Linked DNA regions of Pan troglodytes: region 2 is linked to region 1. Evidence: chromatin contacts called from public Hi-C data. All regions are on one chromosome and are shown on one strand. Each heading gives the region's core, a stretch centred on a gene start, on an enhancer-like site or on the middle of the called end of the contact. The rest is flanking DNA. Distances are from core to core; before and after follow the strand shown.

What was found. Hi-C and Micro-C count contacts between places; a contact is called where the count stands out from the background.
Region 2: a contact with region 1 is called in a Hi-C map of induced pluripotent stem cells, with 2.2 times the contacts expected there. The contact joins the enhancer-like site here to the promoter of CLDN5 in region 1. A contact is called at or near these places in 2 of 7 Hi-C or Micro-C datasets (both in induced pluripotent stem cells).

What each region holds. Positions count from the first base shown.
Region 1 is chr23:21,550,640-21,556,823 of NHGRI_mPanTro3-v2.0_pri, forward strand. CLDN5 (claudin 5) reads right to left here and starts at 4,003. Exons shown (of 2, transcript XM_063807739.1): 1 at 3,775-4,003; 2 at 1,644-3,162. The coding sequence starts at 2,875. The coding sequence ends at 2,219.
Region 2 is chr23:21,657,950-21,664,133 of NHGRI_mPanTro3-v2.0_pri, forward strand. It overlaps the pseudogene LOC100612941. Among named protein-coding and RNA genes, the nearest start is that of SEPTIN5, 85 kb to the right of the region's middle. Within about 2 kb of position 2,757, at least 5 of the 24 cell types and tissues checked have an H3K27ac peak or open chromatin away from gene starts, as enhancers often do. A contact at or near this core is called in induced pluripotent stem cells, where this site is marked.

The sequences.
Region 1 (6,184 bases), core at 2,753-5,252:
CTGGGATTACAGGCACATACCACCACGCCCAGCTAATTTTTGTATTTTTAGTACAGACGAGTGTCACCATGTTGGCCAGAATGGTCTTGATGTCCTGACCCTGTGATCCGCCCACGTCGGCCTTCCAAAGTGCTGGGATTACAGGCGTGAGCCACCGTGCCCAGCCCCGTGCCTGTCCTTTCTTAGGAAAGCCCTCCCAGGCAGCCTTGGGCCTCAGCTTCTGACCAAACACACCAGACCTGGTACTACCCAGTCCCGGTGGCCAGGTGCGAGAGTGTAAGGACCATTGTTTTTGGCTCTGCCCAGGGCCACAGCTCTGGGATCACACACTCCCAAGCTTGGGGACTATTCTTGGTCCCTGTTGTACAGGCCCAGGTGGGGCACAGGTCAGGCCTGCTGAGGACCTCTGCACCGTGGGGCCCCTCTCCCTGTAACTCATCCCACCGGCTGGTTCCACAGCAGCTCCCAGGAAGCTGCCACACATTCCAGCAGCTGCCCTAAGCCACTCTGAGCCTGCATTCTTGGGTTCTCCCACTGCTCCATGATGGTAGCCTGGACAGACCTAGGAGACTCCCTGCCACTGGATGTGGCCCAGACATTTCTGGGCAGGGCCCCCAAGTCCAGTTTGGGGCAGATACCAAGTCTCCCTTCCGGCTGGGCTTAGAGCTCTTCCCTGCAGCATGCCCCCTTCATCAGCTGCTCTCTTCTGCTTCTAGCTTTATGTCAAAAGTTAAAAATGTGTTAATTCAAAGTGCCTAGAACAAGGCTAAAAACAGTGAGCTCTCAGTGGCTATTTTAGATGGCTCTAGACACCCCCATTCCGAGGTGCCTGGCAGGGGCCAGCACTGACTCCCAGGCCACACAGCCCCTGGAGGAGGAAGGTTACCCAGAGTGCCCCCAGCAGGGGCTGGCACAGGTGCTGGTTGTGAGCACCATTCTGGGCAGGCTGCCAGGCCAGCAGGGTGGGTACAGGCTCTGTAGGGAGCTGCGCTGGGACTGGCAGAGGAGCCAGGACGAGGGGCTAGAGCCAAGCTGTGGTACTCCGGGCAACCAGCTGCCAGCACCTCCTCCCATGGCAACCCTACTGTTGACCGGCGTGTCCTGCATTCACCCCTGTTCCTGCCCCACCCACCATTGGAAAGGGCCTGGTCGGGGATTCTACAGACCTCTGTGGCCACTTGATGGGGCTTGGGACTAGGCAAGCCCTGAGAGGGCAGTGGAAAACCTCGCCCTGTGCTGTGTGGGGCTTGGCCCTTTCTGGGAGAAGCCAGCGGCCTGGCTGCTCACCCCCAGCACTTCCCACACCGCAGGACCCCCACTCACCAGCCTGTGTTGAGGGCGCTTCACCCCGCATCTTCTGCTGGGGTCTGCTGCTGCCCCCGCCCCTGTCCCATCCCGGGCCCCAGGGCCCCATGACGCAGCAGCTCTTCTGACCGCAGATCCCGCCTTTCTGGGCTGTAGTAAGTGGTGGCTGTGTCTCCCACCTGGTGGGAAGGTGGCAGGGAGGATGGGGAAAAGGGCCCCAGCCTCCAGCCCTGGGAGGAGGTCTCCACAGGAGTCCTTGGGAGGGCGGGGCTGGTGGGTGATGAATGGGGCTGCTGGACACGGAAGATGGCTGGACAGAGAACAGGACACAGGTGGGAGAGAGTTCAAACAATTTACTAAGCAGATTCTTAGCCTTCCCACTCCCGCCCTCTCTCAAGCTCCAGTGCCCACAAGCCTTGCCTGGGGAGATGCTGGAGTGAGACCGGGAGGTCCAGGCCAAGTCACTGGTCCCTGGGCTCGGGCCCTGCCGATGGAGTAAAGACCAGCTGTACACATCTCTCCGGTGGGGGCCCTGGGCTCTGCATCCGCCCCTCCGAAGTCAGCAGGAGCCTCTGGGAAGTAAGGCAGCAGCCAAGACCCCCAGCGTCTTGGAGGGGAAGCGAAATCCTCAGTCTGACACCCGCTCTGCCTATGGAAACAGCGCCGCGCACAGAAAAGGAAACTGTTCAGTCCGTCTGTTAAGGGCAGGGCCGGGCTAGTGGCAGGAGAAGGCCAGCTGCGGGGGCAGGCAGGAGCCGATCCAGGAGCCGCGTCGGGGCGCAGAGCCGGACGTTCCGAGGAGCCTGCGCGCCGCGCTACCCGGCGGAAGCCGCGGTCCATGCGGGGCTCCCCAGGCTTATCCAACGCCTCGCAGGCGTGGCTGGCAGGAGGGGCCCGGCCGTGCCCAGCGCCCTCAGACGTAGTTCTTCTTGTCGTAGTCGCCGGTGGCCGTGGGCCGCCGCGGCGCTGAGTACTTCACGGGGAAGCTGAGGTCGGGACGGCCGGTGCAGACCCAGGCGCCGCAGCACAAGAGGCAGCCGCCTACCATGAGCAGCGCGGTGGCCGCCCAGCCGATGTACAGCGCTGCGCCCAGCTCGTACTTCTGCGACACGGGCACAGACGGGTCGTAGAACTCGCGGACGACAATGTTGGCGAACCAGCAGAGTGGCACGAGCGCCAGCAGCCCGCAAAACAGGTAGAGCACGCCTCCCGTGAGGGCCACACGCGCCTTGGCCGGGCCCGGGGCCACGCAGGTGGTGCACTGCGCGCCCGCCAGGGTCACGAAGAGCGCAACGAACGCCAGCAGCACGGCGCTCACGGTGAGCGCCCGCGCCGCCTGCACCTCGGTGCTCAGAGCCAGCACCGAGTCGTACACTTTGCACTGCATGTGCCCCGTGCTCTGCACCACGCACGACATCCACAGCCCCTTCCAGGTGGTCTGCGCCGTCACGATGTTGTGGTCCAGGAAGGCGGTCACCTGCCACATGGGCAGCCCGCACGCCAGGATCAGACCCCCCCAGCCCACCAGGCACAGCACCAGGCCCAGGATCTCCAACGCTGCGGACCCCATGGCTAGAGGCGAGACGCGCACCCGAAGGCCCGCAGAACCCCCAAGGCCGTGCTGCGCGGCGCCCTGGGCGGGCCCTGGTGCCTTTGCGCCCGCGCTCCTGGCTCTTGGCCCCAGTCCGTTTGCCCCGCGGGTCTGTCGCACCTCCTAGGTCTGCCAGCTCCTGCCGGGGGGTACCCTCTTTGAAGGTTCGGGGGCGGATTCTGTCCCCCGGGCCCGGCCCCCCGGCCCGAAGCAGCCAATCCGTGCGCGGGTCATCGTCCCGCAGCCAATCACAGAGCCTCTGGCAGCTGAAGTTAGGGAAACAACGGCTCTTGAGGGGTAGCTGAGGGCGCGGGACCGCTCCCCGCCCGGCAGCCGCCCCCAGCCCCACCCGCCGTTGTCCTACTCGCGGCCGAGCGCATTCTGGGCTGGCCTAGGGCGCGCTTCTTGGGCCGCCTCCCTGCATGTCCCGGCCCCGTCACTTCAGAAGGCGCTCGACCCCCAGCCTGCACCACCCAGTCCACTCCCACATCCCCGACTGAGCCGGGTGGTCTCTTCCACTCGAGCCAGCTCCACTTCCCTGACCAAGGTTTGCAGAAGCCCCCCACCCCATCACCGCCGTAGAGGCCCTCGTAGGGGGGCTCTCCAGAAAGCCCGCCCCGGGGTCCAAGCCCCACCCAGGCCCTTTCTTGCACTCTCACTCTCCAGCCCCGCTCTGAGTCCCAGCACTGTCTCTCTCATCCCATGGCAAACAGAGAGGCCAGGCAGGCGTGTGGAGGTCAGGCCCAGGGCCCCAGCCTCACCCCCCATGCCACTCACTGCCTCTCTGGAGCCTGAGTCTCTGGCAAAAAGCGGTGGCACAGGGGCTTTCCCCCTGCCTGGCGACCCCCACTCTCCCAAGCCGCAGGGGCTTCCCAGACCTCTCAATCTTCACAGGGGCTGCTCCTCTTCCTGCGGTACTGCCCGCACCCCATCCTTGGGGGCCCAGTTCAGGTGACACCACTTCAGGAAGTTCCCAGTGACCCAGCACACTGGGTGTACACCCAGGGGCAGTGGTGGCCCCAGGCCTAGCAGCCTGCTCTGGCCTTCAGACAGGAGAGAAAAAAGGGACACGGAGGGGCTGTGCCCTGCCCTCCCACCAGTGGCAATGGTGTCCCTGGCACCCCAGCCCCCAGGCCACCCTCCGGAAGCCAACTTGGAGTTTCCTGGCCAGGAGGAAGAGCCCCCATCCTTGCTGGAGGAGGGAGGCGCGGGATTTCCGGGCATTCTTCTGCACAATGGCCCAGCCATTTCTCGAAAGGTCCACTGGGGTGGACACTCTGGGCCCCCTGAGGCTCAGGTGGGGGCACCAGGCTCCAAAACCCACAGCCCCATGGGGGCACCAGCCCCTTTCTAGTAGTTCTTTCCCCAGTCTCTCTCGGCCCCTTTGTTTCCAGTAAAGTTTGAACTCCAGGCCCTGGACTGAGGCCACTGGGTGCCCAGTTCTTTTATCTGGTCTGTGCTTAGTTCCATTGGACAGGGCCCTCCATAGAAAAAGTATGGCACCGAGGCTGGTCACAGATGTGGGAGGTTTGATGACTTTCTCCCTCCTGGGGCCCAGTTCCCTTCTGCCCCTTCAGATGGCTCTGAGATGGTAAATGAGATAAGGCCAGCGTCTGGCTCACCTAGTGTGGGGAGGTTCTGAAGGCAAGTGTGCCCAGCCCTGAGGCTGGAAGGAAATCGTACCCTCTTTGCTCAGCCCCACGTGGCCTCTCCCCACCAGGTATGGCTCTGAGGACCACTGCTTTCTCCCAGCTATCACTTTAGTCACTGCCTTCCTCCTGCTGCAGATCCGTGGGCCATGCCCCTTCCTCTACAGACCCTCCTGGACATCTCCTCCTCTGTGTACTCCAGGGGTACAGCTGACCCACCCACCCTCTCACTCTTACTACCCCCTAACCCAAGCCCAGGGAACTTCCCCAGATCCCCCTACTCCCAGCCCTTCCATGCCACCATCTTCCTGGGATGACTGCTGCGGCCTCCTCAGGTCATCAGGGACCTGCCCTTGCCCAGCTAGGCCACCCCACCAGGCCCCTCTCCTGGGCCTCACCCTACCTAAGACCCTCCATGGCTCACATTGCCCATGGACGAAGAGCCGACTCCCAGAGCAGCTGGATTGATGTGTACCTGCATGCGCTAGGACTGGCCAGTCCAGCCACCAGTCTTGGTGCGGCCCTGAGCACACACTCTGCCCCAGCAGACTTACCTGCCTATGGGCCTCACATGGGCCGTCTCTTACCTTGGCCTCTTCTGCCTGCAGCGTGTATCTGTCAGGTTGGGTCCTGCTCATCTTCTAAGATGTGTTGCCGAGGTCATTTCCAGGAACACCTTGCTGCACCGTCCCCCAGCATTGCTTTTAGAAGCTTGAGTTGGACCTGTCCTTTTGCTTGCCGACTTTCCCACCCAGTATCCAGGAATAACCTCCACAGGGTGGCTGTCTTCATGCGTCTGTCCTGCACAGGAGGCTGCCTGTCGCCCTCTAGCCAGCTTGGAGCTGCAGCCAGCCCAAGGCTCTCCCTTCTCACCTGGCTGCCTGTTTTTCTTCTCTCCTAGCTGTCACCCTAGGGTGGCCCCAGGAAGCTCATGTTTCTTTGGCAGCAGCCTCACAGCATCTCAGGGACGTGGCAGAGGAGTCTCAGGCTTCACCTTTCACAATCTGGTTTCTACCCTGACCCCACTATGTTGGTCGAGGCCCCAGGCTGCAGTGGAACAATGCCAATGCAGAGAGGCCCAGAGAGGGCCGCAGGGGCTGACGCTACCCCAGACAAACCCACCTCAGATGGAGGCTGGCCTCTGAGTGGCCCAAGCCAGACTCTGGAGGGGCATGAGGGTGCACCCACCTTTCCTGCTCATGGAGGGTCTGCCCACCTACTTCGTGGCAAGCACTGTCTCTAGGCAGAGCACACAGCACAAGAAGCTCCTGCCCAGAAGGAGCTGACAGGAACCTATCAACCAAGAACTGGGCAGGAAAGACAGTGGTGAAGGCCTCTCTGAAGAGGTGACATTTCACAGGGATCCGGGGAAGAAGTTCCAGGCAGAGCAGAAGCAATAGCCAGTGCAAGATCCCAGAGGTGGGAAGGGGCTCGGCGTCCAAGGGGCAGAAGCGGCCTTGTGTCCACAGTGCTACAGTGGTCCAGGGCCTGCAGGTAGAGATCGGAGGTGTCCTGGTTAGGCAGGGACACAAACCCCTGATCTCTGGTAAAGGGCCCTTGGGGCAGAGCACTGGCCAAGGCCACCTGCTCACCCCTAGCCATTGTTCTGCTTTCCCAGGGGAAGTATGGCAGGATCTCA
Region 2 (6,184 bases), core at 1,507-4,006, 110 kb after region 1:
CATTTGCAAAGCACAGGCTCTGCAAACGGGGTCTACTTCCTCCATCCCCCAAGCCTGTCTTCTGCTTCACTTTGCCAAGACTCTGCCTTGCCCCAGTGTTGGAGCAGGATGCCAGATGGCAAGATGGGCTTATGGGCTGGGTCTCCTGTTTGGTCGCGGCAGAGCCCATGGCAGCTGTAGGAACTTTGACGGGGAAGGGGCAGGGGCTGGAGCAAACCTGTAGCGTGAAAGTATGTGAACGCTCTGTCATGGAAGGCACCCCAGGCCGTGTCCAGGCCAGCTTCACCCTGTCTCTGGGAGAAGGAAGCCTGGTCAGAGCTGAGGAGGCTCCAGGGCACCAGGCCTTGTCCCTCTTGCGCCTGGGCGTGATGCTCCCCAATGGCGTGCGCCAGTCCTGGGACCATTGCTGCCGGCCGTGTGTCTTCTTCCAGGGTGCAGAATCCCTTGTCAAGCTGGGTGGTTTGATGCCAGCCTCTAGGCCTCGAAGCTCCCTTCCTGATGGAGTGCTGCCATTTGGAAGGGGTAACTTTCGTGGTCATTTTTTAAAATCATGGTAAAATATACATAACTACATAACATAAAATTTACCGTTCTTTCTTTTCTTTTCTTTTCTTTTTTTTTCAGACGGAGTCTCGCTCTTTCGCCCAGGCCCGACTGCAGTGGCGCTCTCTCGGCTCACTGCAAGCTCCGCCTCCCGTGTTCACGCCATTCTCCTGCCTCAGCCTCCCGAGTAGGGGACTATAGGCGCCCGCCACCGCGCCTGGCTAATTTTTTGTATTTTTAGTAGAGACGGGGTTTCGTTGTGTTAGCCAAAATGGTCTCGATCTCCTGACCTCTTGATCCGCCCGCCTCGGCCTCCCAAAGTGCTGGGATTACAGGCATGAGCCACCGCACCCGGCCAAAATTTACCATTCTTTCTAACCATTTTAAAGTGTACAGTTCTGTGGTATTAAGTACATTAACACTGTTGTACAACCAGCACCACTGCCCATTTCCAGAAGGTCTTCATCTTCCTAAACTGTAATTCTGTGCCCATTAAACTCCCCATGTCTTCTTCTCCCAGCCCCTGGCAACCACGATTCTACTTTCTGTCTCTGGGAATTTGACGACTCTTATAATTGGAGCCATGCAATTTTTGTGTCTGGTTGGTTTTACTCAGCAGAATGTCGTTTCATCCATATTGTGGCCTGTGTCAGAAGTTCCTTCCTGTCCAAGGCGGAATGATACTCCATGGCAGGTTTACACCACATTTTGTGTTTCCACTCATCCGTGGAGAGATACTGGGTGGGTCCCTCCTTTTGGCTGTTGAGAATGATGCTGCTGTGAATGAAGTGGTTAGAAGGGGGCTTTCAGACGTGTGAAAGGTGTCTTTGGGAATTTTAATTTCAGCTCCCACAAATGAGTAAAATTTGTCTTTCTGTGCCTGGCTTATTTCACTTAACATAATGATCTCCAATTCCATCCATGCTGTTGCAAATGATAGGATCTCACTCTTTTTTCATGGCTTCGTAGTACTCCACGATGTATTTGTACCACATTTGCTTCACCCATTCGTCTGTTGATGTTCGACACCTTATTATTATCGACTGTAGTCACCCTGCTGTGTAATAGATCTCTTTTCTTTTTTATTGATATTTCAGAGTTGTGCATATTTTGGGGCACATATGATATTTTGATACATGTATATAATCTATAATGTTCTAATCAGGGTCGTTGGGTTATCCATCTCCTCAAGCATTTGTTTTTTCTTTGTGTTGGGAACATTCCAATTCTAGTTATTTTGAAATATACAGTCCGGGCGTGGTGGCTCATGCCTGTAATCCCGGCACTTTGGGAGACTGAGACAGGTGGATCACCTGAGATCAGGAGTTCGAGACCAGTTTAGCCAACATGGTGAAACCCCGTCTCTACTAAAAAATACAAAAAATTAGCTGGGCGCGGTGGCAGGCACCTGTAATCCCAGCTACTCAGGAGGCTAAGGCGGGAGAATCTCTTGAACCTGGGAGACGGAGGTTGCAGTGAGCTGAGATTGTGCCACTGCACTCCAGCCTGGGCAACAGAGTGAGACTCCATCTCAAAACAAAACAAAACAACCCCAGAAATACACAATTCATTATTGTTAACTATAACTTTCCTACTCTACTTTCAAATACTAGAACTTATTCCTTCTACCTAACTATATTTTTTAATTCCTGGTGATCTCTTTTCTTATGGGAGCAGTGTGCGCCCTGATGGTGTAAGGTGGAAACCCGCGCCTTGTTGGAACCAGGATTGAATATCAATGCACAGGAGCTGAAGGTTCCCACCCGGCAACGTCCCCCCTTGGCTGTGAAGCAGAGAGCCCAGGGCTGCTCGTTTCCAGTAGTCCTCCTGGCAGAGCACCGCTGAGGAGGGTGGTGAGGGGAGGAGAAGATGCATTCTGCAGGGAGAAGCATCATAGTGGGGGCCAGGGACTCTCCTGCGTCTCCTAATTGCCCGACTGTCATGTGACCGATCAGTGCACTCCCAGCATTACACAGAGCAGTCATCCAAAGAGAGGCAGCACCTCACAGCCCTTGGCTGGAGAGGAGAATGGAGGCTGGAGGCTCCAGAAATTTGGGATGGGAGGAGAAAAGGAAACAGAGGTGCCCCTTCCCCTGTCTTATTGCAGGGAATCAGTAAAACGACTACTGGAGTTCACTGGCTTCTCTGAATCTTTGTAGAATTTCTCCTGCACCTCTGATCCCATCCAGCTGCAGACACAGTGCCTGTTCAGCAGGGTGTGTGTGCAGACCACGGACTCACAGACGGGGACCCTGGGGACCCCAGGTTCTCTCCCCTCACTGAGGACAAGAGAGGGGCCCCCACCCCATGTTAATGATGCGGGGCCTGCAGGGACCTTAAGTTGCATTAGCATGGCATGGAACAAGAGAGAAAATTCAGAACCTCCAGCTTGTGATATGCAACAACCAAAAATGTGGCTGAGTGTGGCCGCCTTGCAAAGGCCTGGGCTCTCTTTAATGGGTGCTTGCTGCCCTCTAGTGGAGAGATGAGGACGGGGGTGTGGGCGAGCTTGCTCAAGGACACTCACTGGGGAAGGGCGGTTTGCAGACGGGTGTCGTGTTTTGGTATATATGTGTGTATGTGTGTTATGTGTTAGGTGCTGCGAGCATATGAAATGAATTACAACGTTGTTATGGGCTGTACTGTGTACCCCCAAATTCACTTGTTGAAGTCCTAAGCCCTGCTCCCTTAGAATGTGGCTGTATTTGGAGACAGGGTCTGTAAAGACCTGAATGAATTAAAATGAGGTCATTAGTGTGGGCCCTAATCCCATATGACGGGTCTTCTTCTTCTTCTTCTTTTTTTCTATAACATCTAAAGTGACATTTATTTGTGTTAAGCTTTCAGAACATTTCAGAACATTTGCTGCGACTCAGGTAAAAATAGGTAAGTATTCACAGAATATGTTAAGTCTAGAGTTCAGAAAGTTATTTCAACTAAAATAGGTCAATCCTCACATCTGAAATCACTTAGACATTACTGATGTATTTGGAAGCGTTTCTGTATAGATGTTTTAGGCTGACGGCGCTCAATGCTTTAGGGGGTCAGGTAAACCCAGTTCTCGTTTGTTCAGCAGTGCCTCATTTCCACTACATAAAGCTTGTTCTCCAGTTCCACCACCAATGCCTACTTTACATGATGTTGCACTGTGTTGGTGCCATGTAAGGTGATTATATTATGAAAGGCCTCTAGACCACCTTGTTCAAATGTAACAGCTGGTTTCAGTAATTCCAGGAGCAAGGGAACTGTCTCCAACAATTCTCAGGTTGATAAATTTGATTTTCCAAGTATTCTCCACAAAAGGGCAGCAGGTGAGCCCAAAACTTTGTTCAAAAATGCCCAAGCAAGTGTTCCCTCGATGTCCCAGCAGTTCCCAGCAGTTCCAACCATCACCAGCCCATGAAGAGAAGAAGTACATTTCTACATTGGGCTGAGAAAAAGAAATTCTTCTTTTACTAGTGACGGCAAACGGAGGCTCATGATTTCTGTTCCATGGTAGTCCATCCCTTTTTTTTTTTTTTTGACGGAGTCTCGCTCTGTTGCCCAGGCTGGAGTGCAGTGGCATGATCTCGGCTCACTGCAAGCTCCACCTCCCGGGTTCACGCCATTCTCCTGCCTTAGCCTTCCAAGTAGGGGACTATAGGTGCCCACCACCGCGCCCGGCTGATTTTTTGTATTTTTAGTAGAGACGGTGTTTCATTGTGTTAGCCAAGATGGTGTTGATCTCCTGACCTCGTGATCCGCCCGCCTCGGCCTCCCAAAGTGCTGGGATTACAGGCGTGAGCCACCGCGCCTGACCTCTTTTTTTTTTTTTTTTTTTGAGACAGAGTCTTGCTTGGTTGTCCAGGCTGGAGTGCAGTGGCGTGATCTCGGGGCACTGCAGCCTCTGCCTCCCAGGTTCAAGTGATTCCCTGACTCAGCCTTCCGAGTAGCTGGGACCACAGGCATGTGCCACCACACCTGGCTAATTTTTGTATTTTTAGCAGAGATGGGGTTTCACCATGTTGGCCAGGCTGGTCTCAAACTCCTGACCTCAAGTGATCCACCCACCTCAGCCTCCCAAAGTGCTGGTGTGAGCCACCACACCCAGCCAGTCTATCATGTTTTGTTCTGACTTGTTGTAATAGAATCTAAGCTGAGTCTATCACGTTTTGTTCTGACTTGTTGTAATAGAATCTAAGCTGGACATCATGCTGTGGTTCCCATTCATCTTGAGGTGGTCCCAGGAAAGAATTGTGAGAATTAAGAAGTCCAAAGACCCGGTGACAGAATTCTCCCAGGCAATGAAAATCAACCTTTTCAGCTTTTTAATCTTTTGCCTGCTGTCGAAAGAGCTGGATGTCCTCTGTCTTTGTAACTGGCTCTGGTGTTTCCTTCAATTTTGGCTGTGATTGCTTTTATACGCTGAATAAGACTGTGTTTTTTAGTAACTGGAGGTATAACAACCACCCCCTGGTGTTGCCAAGTACTTAAATGTGACCAGAAAGGTGGACGTTTTTACGCCTCAGAAGTTCTGCCCTTGGACTGTCCACTAACATTACATGAAAGGTGCTCCAAATCCTCAAATCAGCAAGTGCTGCCCATGACATGGATAATCCTGGAAGCTGCGCCATTGTCACTGCCACCACCACCTGGCGGGCCTGGCTGCCTAAGCCTGTGTAGTGGTTCCGAAACGGGAAAGGTTCCTTTGTCCGCCTTGCAGGGAGTGGGATGGGGGTGTGGCTCGTTTCTTCAGTGTCCTGCTTCTCCCACCGCTAGAGGGGGCATACAGATGGGCAGGTTGTGGGGCTCCGGCCCCACAGCAGGGTCTAGAGATGAATGTTTACAGCTGAAGCCCCAGTTGGCGTATGCTACTGTTTGTTCTTTTAGTTTTGCTGTCTATAGGCAGCTTGTGTTAACCAGCTCAATTAGACCCTCTACTTGTCGCGTGGACAGAGGGCTTTCTGTATCCCGGGTTCTTGCCTTGGTGTACCGGAAGAGTCGGATCACACATGAGCTTGGATAATGGGTGCAAGGTTTTATTGAGTGGAAGTAGCTCTCAGCAGATGGGGGAACCAGAAGACAGATGGTTTTCCCCTGGAGTGGGGCAGCTGGGTGGCCCAGACACTCTTCCGACTCCCGGCCAAACTCCACGTCATTCCGCGATCAGTGGCATGCCTGTGCCTGTGGGCGCATTCCTCTCGCCAGCTGGCCACTTGTGGATTCCTCCGCCAGTGTGCTCCTCTCCACGTCCAGCCGCCCCTGTCTCTGCCTTGCTAGGGTCTGGGTTTTTATAGACGCCGGATGGGGCGTGGCAGCAAGAGCGGTCTTGGAAAATGTAAGGCAGGAAATGCCTGTCCTCACTTAGGTCCGTGGGGGTGGAGCCTTAGTAAGAAACGGTCTTTGCTTTGGGAGGCCAAAGTGGGAGGATCACTTGAGCCCAGGAGTTTGAGACTAGCCTGGACAACACAATAAGATCCTGTTTCTACCAAAAAAATTAGCCAGGTGTGGTGTTGTGTACCTGTAGTCACAGCTACTGAGAAGGCTGAGGTAGGAGGGTCAGAAAACGCCCTCCTATACCCGCACTTCCCTTGGCACTTCCCTTACCCCCTTCCGTATCATTTAAAGGGACCATGCTTCTCCCTTCTCAGCAATTCCGTAT